Linked DNA regions of Bombyx mori: region 1 is linked to region 2. The links are chromatin contacts, called in public Hi-C maps. All regions are on one chromosome and are shown on one strand. The core of a region is the stretch at or near the end of the contact, and the rest is flanking DNA. Distances in the headings are between cores, read along the strand shown. Region 1 overlaps LOC101741421 (inositol 1,4,5-trisphosphate receptor). Region 2 overlaps LOC101741421 (inositol 1,4,5-trisphosphate receptor).

What was found. A called contact is a pair of places that touch in the nucleus more often than the background predicts.
Region 1: a Hi-C map of whole pupa shows a contact between it and region 2, with 1.9 times the contacts expected there. The contact joins two enhancer-like sites. A contact is called at or near these places in 2 of 7 Hi-C or Micro-C datasets (both in whole pupa).

What each region holds. Positions count from the first base shown.
Region 1 is chr27:2,170,655-2,178,016 of ASM3026992v2, reverse strand. It overlaps LOC101741421 (inositol 1,4,5-trisphosphate receptor), which reads left to right. Exons shown (of 59, transcript XM_062676440.1): 8 at 1,542-1,772; 9 at 2,539-2,651; 10 at 3,210-3,350; 11 at 3,661-3,745; 12 at 4,280-4,440; 13 at 5,801-5,966; 14 at 7,048-7,191. Among protein-coding and RNA genes, the nearest start is that of TRNAM-CAU, 40 kb to the right of the region's middle. Within about 2 kb of position 2,551, at least 1 of the 8 cell types and tissues checked has open chromatin away from gene starts, as enhancers often do.
Region 2 is chr27:2,138,021-2,144,975 of ASM3026992v2, reverse strand. LOC101741421 (inositol 1,4,5-trisphosphate receptor) reads left to right here. Exons shown (of 59, transcript XM_062676440.1): 39 at 1-3; 40 at 934-960; 41 at 2,145-2,285; 42 at 3,264-3,355; 43 at 4,115-4,241; 44 at 4,369-4,482; 45 at 5,342-5,484; 46 at 6,224-6,404. Among protein-coding and RNA genes, the nearest start is that of TRNAM-CAU, 7.4 kb to the right of the region's middle. Within about 2 kb of position 4,440, at least 1 of the 8 cell types and tissues checked has open chromatin away from gene starts, as enhancers often do.

The DNA.
Region 1 (7,362 bases), core at 1,302-3,801, 35 kb before region 2:
TGGTCAGATTGAGAATAGATTAATATTTGTCTAAAGTGTAGTCTGTAGGCGAAATCTGTGATTATAGAAGCATGATAGTATTTGACAATAAAACCACAATAATATTCAAACTTATAATTTCAACTAGCGACCCGCCCTCGCTTCGCTTCGGAAACATTAAAACACACATGAAACCAAAAAAAAAATAAAAAAAAAAAAAAAAAAAGTAGCCTATGTTCATCAGGGACAATGTCGGCATCTAATGGAAAAATAATTTTTCAAATCGGTCCAGTAGTTTCGGAGCCTATTCGAAACAAACAAACAAACAAATCTTACCTCTTTATAATATTAGTATAGATTAATTATAGTCGAATTTCGACAACTGCGGAGCGACTAGTTTTGAGAAAACGAGCAACAAACTTTTGTTACTTGTACTTTTTCTTTGTACATAACTCCTTCATCACATGCAATTTCTAAAAATAGACTTTAAACCTGAAGTTTTAAGGTCTAATATGGTTTATAGGCACATAACCCGGTCACCGTCCTCGCTGAACCTGTCGCTCGCGACGAAGGGCTCGAGGAGTAAATTAACCCACAGACAGCCCACTGAGCTTCTCGCCGGATCTTCTCCATTGACCCATTGGTCGCGTTTCCGATCCGGTGGTAGATTCTGCGAAGCACTCTAGGGTCAGTGTAAGCAACACTCCCGGTTTGAGCCCCGTGAGCACACCTATATATCAGGATGAGGCTGGGCTAGCCTCTCAAGGTTGCATAGGCAGAAATACATAAAAAAGGCACATAACACTTTAATTTAATGTAAAAACTCAAAAATCTTAAAAATGGTACTTAACCCCTTCACACACTCATGTCTTCAATTACCGTCAAAGGACTCATCACTAAAGCCTGAAGAAAAGTCAACGTCTTATGCTGTATCAGGACGACCGTGATCCGTTTCAGGAATTTTATCGGATCCGGCACTTAATTGAACCACGAGCTCTTCTGGACTAACAAAAATACAATACTTAATTTGCTATTGTTTTAGAAAATTCAAATGCAATGCATCGTGATCAGACCGTGAGGTCACTGACCCCGGCCGACCTCAGTTAAAATTTATTTGTCATACAACGCGTGCAGTGTAAAAACATTATCTCCGATCTTTCAAATCGAAATGAGTGTTATCTTTGTAATAGAAACAGACAGGGTTGTGGCTAGGACTTGTGCTGAATCAAAATAGACCTTAACGCTAGTGCTCAAGATAAGAATTAATGATGGCAGTAAAGGACCTGGTGTTAAGTGGTTACTGGATCCCATGGACATCTACAACGGAAATGCGCCACCCACCTTGAGATATAATCTCTAAGATCTCAGTATAATTACAACGGCTGCCCCACCCTTCAAACCGAAACGCATTACTGCTACACGGCAGAAATAGGCAGGGTGGTGGTACCTACCCGCGCGGACTCACAAGAGGTCCTACTACCACTACAAAATCGGATAAATAAAAAATAAAAAATAAAAAACCTTTTCCATCCCCAACATACAATATCAAATATCTCCCACAGGTGAATGTAGTCAATTCCTCCACATCCTGGAAAGTCACCTTATTTCTCGAGCACAAAGAGAACCAGGAGGAGATATTGAAAGGTGGCGACGTGGTGAGGCTGTTCCATGCAGAGCAAGAGAAGTTCCTCACTATGGACGAGTACCAGAAACGGCAGCACGTGTTCCTGAGGACCACGGGTCGATCCAGCGCCACCGCCGCGACCAGCAGCAAAGCGCTGTGGGAGATTGAGGTATGTAAATAGTTTTTATCACATACACATCCGGTAAAAAAATCATTATTTTATTATTTTTTTATTTTGCGGATGCCCCTAAACTTATATGTTATTAAAGTTAAGACATTATTGTGTAACTAAACATAGAAAATAAAAAAATCATAAATCATACAAGTTTTTATTTGTTATAGACAAATTGATTAAATTTTATCAATTAGTGGTTTCTGAAAATTTACAAAATCCTTCATTAAAAATAAAATATAGGATAGGTAATATGTTACTGTCATCTACAGGAGCAATGAGAAACTGATCGTTAAGTGTTAAGTGGTTACTGGAGCACATAGACATCTACGACGTAAATGCGCCACCCACCTTGAGATATAAGTTCTAAAATCTCAGTATAATTTCAACGGCTGCCCCACCCTTCAAACCGAAACGCATTACTGCTATACGGCAGAAATAGGCAGGGCGGTGGTATCTACCCGCGCGGACTCACAAGAGGTCCTACCACCAGTTAAATTACGCCTATATCGTGCTTTTTTTTCCCTACCTACCTGAGAGCCTTGAGAAGCTATGTGAGCGTAACCTTAACTAGTAGGTGAGCTCACGGGGCTCAAACCGGAGTGTTGCTAACACTGGCCCTAGTAAGAGCCGTGCTTCGCAGAATCTACCACCGGATTGGAAACGCGACCCACTGAGAAGATCCGGCGAGAAACTCAGTGGGCTGTGAGGGTTATATTGTACTATGATGTGACGATGATGAGATCCGGCGTCCTTGTCCCAGGTGGTGCAGCACGACCCGTGCCGCGGCGGCGCTGGACACTGGAACTCCATCTTCAGGTTCAAGCACCTCGCCACCGGACACTACCTGGCGGCCGAGGCGTGCAACCGCCCACAGTTAGTAGCATATTGCGGTTTTACGTGTACTACCTGAACACAAATATGTTCATATATTGTGGTAATCCTCCTCCTCATTGCTGTGAATCATGATGCGCCCACCTGTGACCTTTTTTTTGTAGAAATCTTAGAAATACTTAAATAATATTTTTTTAAATGTTTCAAAACTTGTGAGGTGTGGTTAACTTTAAAAAATATATATACCAATTTTAAAAACTAAATGTGTGGGTAGTATGTAATAAAGCTCCAAGAAATCCGGAAAGCGAATAACAATACAGTGGCCTTGTACATACTATTTTGTAATTTAATTTTGTTTTTAATTACATATTTAATAATGTTCTTATTTTATTTATGTAATTTTGCCGTTATAATTATTATTATTTATCAAAAAGAGATAGTTTATGCGCGGTGATGAATCAGCAAGTAAGTTGAAATTGAATAAGTGCGAAGTGACGATGATAAAGTTATTGTCACAATATTCATCTCTGTGATACCCTTCACTAACATTATTAAATTAATTTGAACCATAAGTCACTACAGTTAAGGTTCGTTTCACAGCGACGGGCCACTAGAAGCGGGCGAGCCGGCCTACCAGCTGGTCCCTGTCCCGCATTCATCGGAGATCGCAACACTTTTCGAACTGGACCCGACCACGATGACGCACTCTGACGCCCCCGTGCCGCAGAGTAGTTACGTTAGGTAGATGTGACTTTTGAAAGCTAATGTCCCCTACGAGATGGGTTAGTAAATGAAATGCAAGTCAGTGGAATTAACAATAGGGACACATGTTCCGCGGGCAGTAAGCTTCTTTCATTAAACTGCTTTCAAGGGCTTTTTTCGACATACTACTTTTTTTAAGGGATTTTATGACCTGGTAACTAAGATCTTTAGGTCAAGTCTTATTTTAATTTATATTATTATTTTATGAAAAGTGATAATATGGAGTAATTTTTTTTTACCAATTTTGTATATATATAATATAGATTACACCATTTAATTCCGATTGTAGATTACAACATTTATGCACGCACACATGGGTCCACTCAACGTCGATACCAATTGACAAAGATGAAGAAAAACCGGTTATGTCAAAGGTGAGAGTATTCTTAAACATATGTTTTAGCTGTTTAATCATTATTGGACCTTGTGGATAAACCCCGCCATGAGACATGAGGTCAGGTCTCAATAAAATATATATTTATTACACTTGGAACCGAAACTGGCAGGACGGTGGTACCTACCCTGTACATCTATCTCACTGATGGATTAATTTGAATCAATGAATCAGATAAACAGGGCCGCACTCGGCATCTACCTTTGCGTTTCATCTCACAAATCTGACCAATAAATTTGGCCTTTAAATTTCAAAGTCATTATCATTGAATTCAAGATGTCCGGTTAACTTGACACACGAATTAAGTACCGATGACAATGCAATAAATAATGAAATTTTTATCATTATCGACTTTCTGCCGACATGTTTTTTTTTTAATTTAAATTTTAAATAGTTTTAAACAAACACACAGCCTACTAAAGTCACTCGAACATAGCTCAGAACCACGCCTGCTATACTTAAACCCGGATAAACTTGAAGGTCCGGCCTGCATCACGCATGCCCTTTGTTCCAGGTGGGGTGCTCGTTGGTGAAAGAAGATAAGGAAGCGTTCGCCCTGATATCCGTGTCGCCGAGCGAGGTCCGGGATCTGGATTTCGCCAACGACGCCTGCAAGGTCCTCTCTGCGCTCTCCACCAAACTGCAGCAGGGCACCATAGAACCTAACGAGAGAAAGTTAGTTGGGACACTCGGTTTGCTTATCAAACGCGCTCTGTAATGACGCGACGGGGACGCCAGCCCCCACAGCCTCCCAACAGACTGCGACCGATCCTATGCACTCTTTTTTTTTGCCTACCTAAGCTGAGAGCCTTGAGAGGCTATTTCAGTGTAATTTTAACTAGTAGATGAGCTCACTGGGCTCAAACCTGACGACGTAGCTAACACGAACCCTAGCAAGAGCCGTGCTTCGCAGAATCTACCACCGGATCGGAAACGCGACCCACTGAGAAGATCCGGCGAGAAACTCAGTGGGCTGTGTCTGTGGGTTTGGGCACTCGCTGTGATCATCAATGCTCACAAATATTAATCGATACGTGCCTACGCATTACTTCTAAAACGAAGGAACGTTTTGTAGTAAAAAATTAATCAGTAGTGATTATGCGTGAGTACTTGTGGTACTTTAAGCTCGTACACGTCTGCCTATATTCTCTGGACGGGACAACCGCTGTAAAATACTGCTGAGACTTCACCATCATCCATCAGTGGTGGGATGACACATGGGGCATGATTTCTGCCCATCCAGAATAACTAGTGGTCCCCCGGTAGTCGAAATTCGACTATAATTAGTTAAAATTACAAGTTTGTACACTATTATGATTCTATTGACAATGACTATTATTATACTACTATAATATACTTAGAGATTTCACCAAGACTACACTTTAGTTAAACAATATTAATAAAGACAAACAATATTTAATCTATTCCCAATTTGACCACAGACTATATACAATAAGATAAGTTTGACAATAAACAAATAGTATGCGTGTGTGTGTCAATCACGTGGTAATAATGTATGAAATGGTTTTTTTTAATCTATTGAAGTGAAAACTTCTTTAGAATCGTTGTGATTTCAAACCGGATGCAACGGAAAAAACGACAGGTAAGAGACACAAATACAAAAATGTGTAGGATGAAGCCAGCAAAGAATGAGACAGAAATATACATACTATTTAATACAGCGCCATCTGTGAGATTTTTTAATACTAACGTGTGTATGAAAGCTCTTGTAGTGAATTTTAATTTAGGATTATACGTGAAATTAAAATATCAATTCACAAAGGGCGCTACCTTACAATTATTTACTAATGACAAAATTTTACATATACTTAAGACGTTTAGGATAATTGTATTTTAATTTTGGAAGGTTTCACTTCTACCACGTGTAAATTGCACACATGTAATATTTTTTTTTGTTTCGCTCCACTTCTCACCACCTTTACTGAGTAAGCCTATTGAAACGTACTTACACTGTGGACAGCACGGGAGATAGTCTGGTAGTTTCAACATTCTACATACATTAATTTCATTTCAGAGCACTGACATGTCTGCTTCAGGACATAGTGTATTTCATAGCGGGCTTCGAAAACGAACCGAATAAGTCTGAAGCCTTGGACCTGGTCGTCGAGAACCCGCACAGAGACAGACAGAAGCTATTACGCGAACAATACATACTGAGACAGCTGTTCAAAATATTACAGGTCGGTACAGTACGTAATAACAGCACGTGAGCGGAGACTATAAACTACTAAACAAACGCAATGAAGCCTTAATATTTGTTTTAATAATTTTATTATTAACTAGCGGCCCGCTCCGGCTCCGCTCTGTTGTTTAACAAAAATTTCAACGATATTTGACTTTGTTTTATTTTTTAAAATAAAAGAACACTTATTGCGGCATAACTATAATAGTTAGACATATGCTATCATAAAACTTTTTGTAAATAATAATATGTTCTAGAAAGTCGTAGTACATTATTTTATTCTATCATCAATAGTTTTCGCAGGACACGCGATGTAAAGAAAATTTTAGGAAATTTTTCTACTCCTTGGGTTACATTATTGGAGTTTTAGTAAAGATCCCAATTTTTTTTCAAAAAAGATTATAGCCTATGTCACTCGGGAAAAGTGTAGCTTCCAAACAGTGAAATAATTTTTCAAATCGGTTCAGTAGTTTCGGAGCCTATTCAATCTAAACAAACAAACAAATCTTTCCTCTTTATAATATTAGTGTAGATATAGATGAAGCAATGTAAAGCAAAGTGCGACCGTGCGTTCATTGTTTTGAATGCTTTACATTACGGGCTATGTAGTAAATATTAATTAAACTTAATTTCGATCCAATTTTCTACGTTTACACTACTGAGAAGCATAAGTTCCGATCAAACACAATTACAAGCTTTACCTCGTGTCCCAAGATGGGTGGCGGTAATTCATTTAACAGACAGGCCGAGAGGCTATCCACCGATAAATAGACTTTTAAAAAACAGTTTATAAAGACATCTTTTTTATTTTTTTATTGCTTAGATGTGAGCACGAGCCCACCTGGTGTTAATTGGTTACTGGAGCCCATAGACATCTACAACGTAAATGCGCCACCCACCTTGAGACATAAGTTCTAAGGTATCAAGTATAGTTACAACGGTTGCCCCACCCTTCAAACCGAAACGCATTACTGCTTTACGGCAGAAATAGGCAAGGCGGTGATACCCGCGCGGACCACAAGAGGTCCTACCACCAGCAACAGTACAAGTAGAGATGAGGACGTTTAAAATTCTTCCAGGGTCCGTTCCAAGAGCCAGCCGACGGGGAGCCTTTCCTCAAGATCGAGGAGTTGAACGACACGCGCTACGCTCCATACAAGAACATCTTCCGGCTCTGCTACAGGATCCTGAGGCTCAGTCAGCAGGACTACAGGAAGAACCAGGTTGGACATTCCCTTCAATACCATGGCGTCCGTAAAACTACCAAAAGGACTAGAGAGTTTATTAACTATTAAAACAGTTTGGGAGACAACGAGAAAGGCAAGATCGTCCATCGAATTTTGTACCGTATGTCCCATGGGGAGTGCTCTAAGGAGTTGGTTGAGATGATACCA
Region 2 (6,955 bases), core at 3,191-5,690:
GCGGTGAGCACCCGACAACCTAACAATACACTAGAATGTTTAGTTTAAAAATATGCATACAATAACAATATTAAGTACATATCGACGCTTGAAAGGCAAACGTGACTAAGTGACAATGCGTGAACTTTACAGTAGACTAATTTAAAGTTGATATACCTGAAAAAAATTCTATTTTAACGAATCTAGCTGTAGGATTGAAATGATTTTAATAGACCTAGAAATATATTTTTTTTGCGCATCGAAAATTGTTATTACCTACTGTATAAAGCAGTTATTGTCGCTTAGTCACGTTTGCCTTTCAAGCGTCGATATGTATGTCCGGTACTAACACGTTGGTTCAAGTACAGACATTATAAAGAAACTATTGAAAAAATTTTGGGTCTTTTTTGTGCTTATGGTATTGCAGGGGTGCACGGTCATCACTTACGATCGTATTACGTAACTGCCAAGCGAAAGTCTGTAACGTTAGCAGATGTGAGGTACTAAGGTCGACGACCTATTCAAATAATTTCAAATCGCGTCTGGCAATACCACTGTCAGTGATCTGCCAAGTAAACCTTTCTCACAGAAGAACGAAATAATTGTTTTTATCATTTAAAAAAAAAAAACATGCATATTTTTAAACTAATACAAAATTCGGCAAACATCTAACCTGATCTAGTTTGCACAATACTTAGATGTAGCTAATCGAATCAATTAGGAAAATTAATTAGTAATAAAGTTTCTTCGATTCCTTTGACTATAGAAAATTACGTAAGTCTTAAAGAAAATATTTAATTACAAGAAAAATATTACGTCACTAATTCTTAATTATATTGTTTGACAAAAAGTAAACGAGTAATGGAACAAAAACTAGCCGGCACATACAGTAATGGATCGTGTAGAAATACTATCGTCTTTTTTTTTTTAATTGACAACATGCATGCCCTCCAGATAAACATCATCAACAGCTGAAGCCAGGTGGGTGGTGTGCCGAGTGAGGGCTCTCTGTGTTGTCGCCAGAACCATACAGTCGGATATTTGACTAACTAAAAGCAAAATATGAAACAATAACTAATAGTCGAAATCGGATGTCTATATCAAACTTAACATTAATGGCCTTAATTAATATATTGTTTATAGTTCTTACACTAATAATATAATAATTTGGTTTATAGTGATTACATAAAAACACTATGTAATGACTATTTTCAATATGTAGTGTGTTTGATTAAATTTCTTATTAGATATTGAAACAATGTATTTTTGTATGAAAAATAATATATGTTCAATAAATAAATACTTAAAGATTTTGTAATCTATGAGAATCTAAAAGTGTATTAATCTAAAGTTGGAGATACAATAATAATATATTTAATCAATTCGTAAATAAATAGAAAGTAGCCCGCTATTGAAATGTCAGTGTTAATACGAAGGCCGTTAAGTACAGATTGGCTCGACAAACAACACAATAACTGCGTTCTTGTGCACAAGTCAGATTAAAGCAAAATTTGAATTAATCTTTTGTCCAGTCAAACATCCGATGTTATGGTTCAGATTTGCAGCTATTTTGCTTGTTAACCACCCCATTATATTATATAGCATCCCCTTGTTTAATATACTACACAGTTTTTTTGGAAAAGTAACAAAATATATTATTTTAGCACGCGTCGTAGGTAGTCGTTCGCCTTATAATTCCCTGATCGCCATCTTGACTATTTCTCTTCCGTCCCTTTCTTACCGATACATTCATCCCTTTCACTCTAAACGTTCCGTTTCCCACAACGTTACGTTTATTTTGAACAATACAGGATAAGGAAATTTGTCACAAACGTTTTTGTTTTTAAAAAACAATGTTATTCAAGTGTCGTGGCATGTAATGTTCTCACAGCTCCAAATTAAAATGTACAACAATTTCGCTGAAGCTAAATGTTTTCTGAAATATAAATAATATAAAAAGTATATTTAGGACCGCATGTTAAATCTGTAATTATCAAAGTAATGAGACCCTCTATTAATATATCGAATAAGAGCTTGCTCGTTGTCTGTTTATTTGTAAAAAAATGCACTTACCGCTGCCTGTTGCAAAAGCTATTTGTAATAATAATATTCGATATTCAATCGAGATTAATTCGAGATTAAATGAAGTTTATTACACGATACAGCTAAAGTCTTGATGCGGACCGGCCAAACTCTGGCGCAAGTCCAAGCACACCTGGACAAGGAAGGCGCCTCTGACCTGGTCGTGGACCTCGTCATCAAAAGCACCAACCGCCCCGCCATATTCCTTGAGGCCATACAGCTGGGTGAGTTCACGTGGTCTCTTTAAATATTTGAATATAACTTATTATACTTTTAAAACCGACCGACGACTTTTAAAATAACCGACTTTACGCACGTTGTGTTCACACCCCAAAATGATAAGTTTAAAAGTGTATTCATCATTTCTATTTAAATTAAATGTTAACGTGTGTAGATGTTATCCAATTGTGTGAATCTAATAAATAAATCAAAAATTAAAAACACTTATTATAATTAATAATATCGGTAATAAAAATCAAACCCGCACAAAATCTAATTTCCGTAATTGGTGGTGATAAGGTGTCTGGTGAGTCCGCACCGGTAGGTACCACCACCCCGCCTATTTCTGCCGTGAAGCAGTAATGTATTTCCATTTGAAGGGCGGGATAGCCGTTGTACTGTAAAAACGGACACTTGAAACCCATGTCTCATGGAGGGTGACATCATTAATGATGTCGATGGTGACCACCGTTGACCACCTAATACCAGGAGGGCCGTGAGCCCGTTCGCTAATCTTAGCCAGTAAACAAAAATTTTTAAAACCCAATAAATATAACAGATTTATAATGATATAATTGTAATTAGAACTAGTATTACGGTTTAATCTCGCGTTTCGCCCACAACCACAGAAAGACCTTGGCTCGTCAAGAACTTCCGTAAATAAACGAACATTTAAGCCGTGATATTAGGTTCCTGTTAAAACTGGCCGTCAGGGACAGGAATGTGGACAATGGTAGTGAGAATGACGCGCATTGATGGAGGCCCTTGAAAACACCCCAAGGTCGCACGCAAGTCGGCTGGAATTCTCCAGATAATGTATAGCTGGGGTATAGCTCGCTTTTCCCCCAGCCCTATTTCTGTGGTAACAATATATAGGATGCGGAATCGCTACCTACTGTGGAGACTTCTATCCATTCATAGAGCTGAATGCAAATTAAATATCTATATTTCCAATCGAATATAATGTTAATCGAATTTTCCAGGAATCGCTCTTCTAGAAGGGGGCAACCCTATAATACAGCAAAGCATTTACACTAAACTACAAAACGGAGAAATATCTCAAGCATTTTTGAAGGTAACTTCATTTATTCATTCACCTATCTATATATTAATACGTGAAGCAAAAACTTTGTATCCCTTTTTACGAAAATGGCGTGGACGGAGGAGTATGAAATTTTCCACACTTATACAGAATATAGAGAAGAAGTGCACAATGCTAATATTTTTTTAAAATAATGCATAAAAGATACATTAAATCAATAAAGAAAACATTACACACACTACATACCATGTATTTGACGCACACACGCATGCATACTATTTATTGTCAAACTTTTGTTCTTGACGTCTGTGGTCAAATTGGGAATAGATTAAATATTGTTTGTCTTTGTTAATTTTTTTATAGAGTAGCTGTGGCGAAATTTGTGATGATAGAAGTATAAAATACAATCATGATAGTGTACAAACATACAATTCCAATTAATTATTATAGTCGAATTTCGACTACTGTGGGACCTCTAGTACATATTATATCTTGTCTTGTCTTGTCTTGTGAGTTCGCACGGGTAGGTACCACTACTCTGCCTAGTTCTGCCGTGAAGCAGTGATGCGTTTCAGTTTTACGTTTACAATACGTTATAGATGTCTATGAGCTCAAGTAACCACTTAACACCAGGCGGGTCGTGATCTAACCCACCTGTCTAAGCAATTAAAAAAACTTATCTTACATTAATTGAAAAGATAATTGTTCCACTGTTCGTAAACGATTTCTTAAAGCTTAGTAACCAGGCAGGACTCTTAACAGAATTAACCTAATCATTCTCGTTCTCACCAGGTGTTCTATGATAAAATGCGTGAAGCACAACAAGAGATCAGGTCGCTCGCGGCCAGCAGCACCACCGCCGCCGGCGCCGACAAGCAGCGGGCCCCGCACGCGGACGCCAAGAAGCCGCTTGAAAACGGTAACTCCTCGACCTCAACCAATGTCTTTACCATGACCAATAACTATCACGTGTCACATAACAATCATTAGCGTATTTGCAAAGAGCTGTATGTCACATACTGTGATATTCGTTTTTATTGTTCCAGGGGTGAAGTCGAGTCCGGGGCCGCTGGTGGTGGGCGAGGAGATGGATGAGGAGGTGAACAGCGCGTGCGGCACCGCGGTGCACGCCTACTCCGACGTGCACACCATATCGCACGGTAACTGTCGCGCACTGACTCCTCGCCGGACCTGGTGGTGGAATTGTTTGAGATTATCCCCTCATCTCCTTTTTATCATCGCACCTCCCGCCATCAGAGCAGAGTTCATCCATATCATCTGGAACCGCTGCGTTCATCGACAGCTCATACATTTCCAGAGGTCTTTTTTGTCACGTACCATCCGGCTATGGAATGAGCTCCCCTCCACGGTGTTTCCTGAGTGCTATGACATGTCCTTCTTTAAAAGAGGCTTGTGGAGAGTATTAAATGGTAAACAGCGGCTTGGCTCTGCCCCTGGCATTGCTGAAGTCCATGGGCGACGGTAGCCACTCACCATCAGGTGGGCCGTGTGCTCGTCTGCCTACAAGGGCAATAAATATAAAATAAAAAAAGACCCAAGTACCGCTCTTACTAGGGCAGATGTTAGCAAATTCACTCAGGCTGAGCTCCGTGAACCCTAACAACCAAAAGGAAGCCTCTGCAGGATACCGTAAGATAAATGAAAAAAAAATTGGCTTCCCTACTATTTTCAAATGGGGCGGATACTCTCGTTGAACTTATCTCATGGTGGGTGGCGCATTTACATTGTAGTTGTCCATGGGCTCCAGTAACCACTTAACATCAGGTAGGCTGTGAGCTCGTCCACCCATCTAAGCTATAAAAAAAAACCTTTATTTTTTATTTTTTTTATTTTATTTTTTATATCATATCTCAGACACCAGCAGCCTTTTTTTTCTTTCTTTTCTTCTCTTTTCTTTTCCACCAGCATCTCATGTTCCACTCATTTAATTACTAGATTGTATTTAGATAGAGAGAGATAGACATAGATCCAGTAGTGACGCGAGGTGTGCGCCCGCAGGTAGCACGGCGCTGGAAGAGATCATGTGCGAAAAGAAGCGGGAGTCCAGCAACTCGGACGTGCTGCCCCCCAAGGTGGCCGTCATGAAGCCCATACTCCGCTTCCTCCAGCTCTTGTGTGAAAACCACAACCCTGATCTACAGGTGATTATAATAAATAATAATAATATTTATTCAAGCCTCTTAAAATACAAACACGTACAAGAATTCTTAACACTAGTATAATAATATACATGGCTTTTTTATGAGGTATACAATAACAATATTCCTTGACTTTTATGCTAGGAAAACCTGTGACTATGACTATTATGACTGTGACTCTCCTATTGAACCTTGATGCGTCTGCAGATTTTCAAGTTAATCCTGCTTCCTGAAGTTAGTAAGAATTATATTTAAAAACCATTATATAGATAGATCCTGTTACCTGACATGATGACCGATGGCAACACTCTAAACACTTTGACTGTTCTTACCGACATAACATTAAGATAGAAAATTATTATCATAATTTTTAGTTTGACGTAATCTAAAAAAAAACATGTTATTTTAGATTTAGTCTCTATATCTAAAAATGAATTGCTGTTCGTTAGTGTCCCTAAAACTCGAGAACGGCTGGACCGATATAGCTAATTTTGGTCTTGAATTATTTGTGGAAGTCCAAAGAAGGCTTAAAAAGTAGATAAATATGAAAATGCTCGGAATTAAATAAAAATAATAATTTAGTTTTTCCTTTGATGTGTCCCCCGTCGAACCGATTCCTTTTGTTTGTTTTAAGTTTATTTTATACAAAAGTTTAGGTATTTGTTAATCGATTGAGGCAGTACAAAGTCTGCCGGGTCAGCTAGTAAGAACTAAATTTACTCGGATTTTTACTGTTGTACAGAACCTACTAAGAAACCAAAACAACAAATCGAACTACAACCTCGTGTCGGAGACGTTGATGTTCTTGGACTGCATCTGCGGCTCTACGACCGGCGGCCTCGGACTCCTCGGACTCTACATCAACGAGGGGAACGTCTCCCTTATCAACCAGACGTTGGAAACTCTTACTGAATACTGTCAAGGTGATCCCGCAACACGCGTCTCATAGGAATTAGTTCGTTGTGTACTGATTAAGTCTTTTCAAGATTTCTGAAGTGAAACTTCTTTAAGAGAGTTGAAAGTAAGATTCGTTACGGCTTGAGAGAAAAGATACAATTTAGGACGAACAAGAGTGAGACAATAGACAAAGCGTCTCGCGAACCACTCGACCGTGGAGAGAGGAAAAGGACAAAGCGAACTAAATCGTTTCTCTTATACACAGCATTCCTTGTTACAAGAGAAATTTGATTTAAGGATGAAAATGTAGCAAACCACAATACTAAAGAGCGCAAAAGAAGTTTCACTTCTTTCACGTGCACTGTACGAGTCATGTATCGTACAGGGCCAGCGCGCACATCATATTGCAGACCCATGCATTTTACGTCAAAATCATTAATTTTCGAGTCAGTTCGTGTACCGCCATCAGCAAGGCGTCGCGTACTCGCATAATGTCATTGTTATCATATAAATAATCATAATCAGCATACTCCTATCAATAAACAATTAATCAATATCGGAGTTGTTATGATTATCA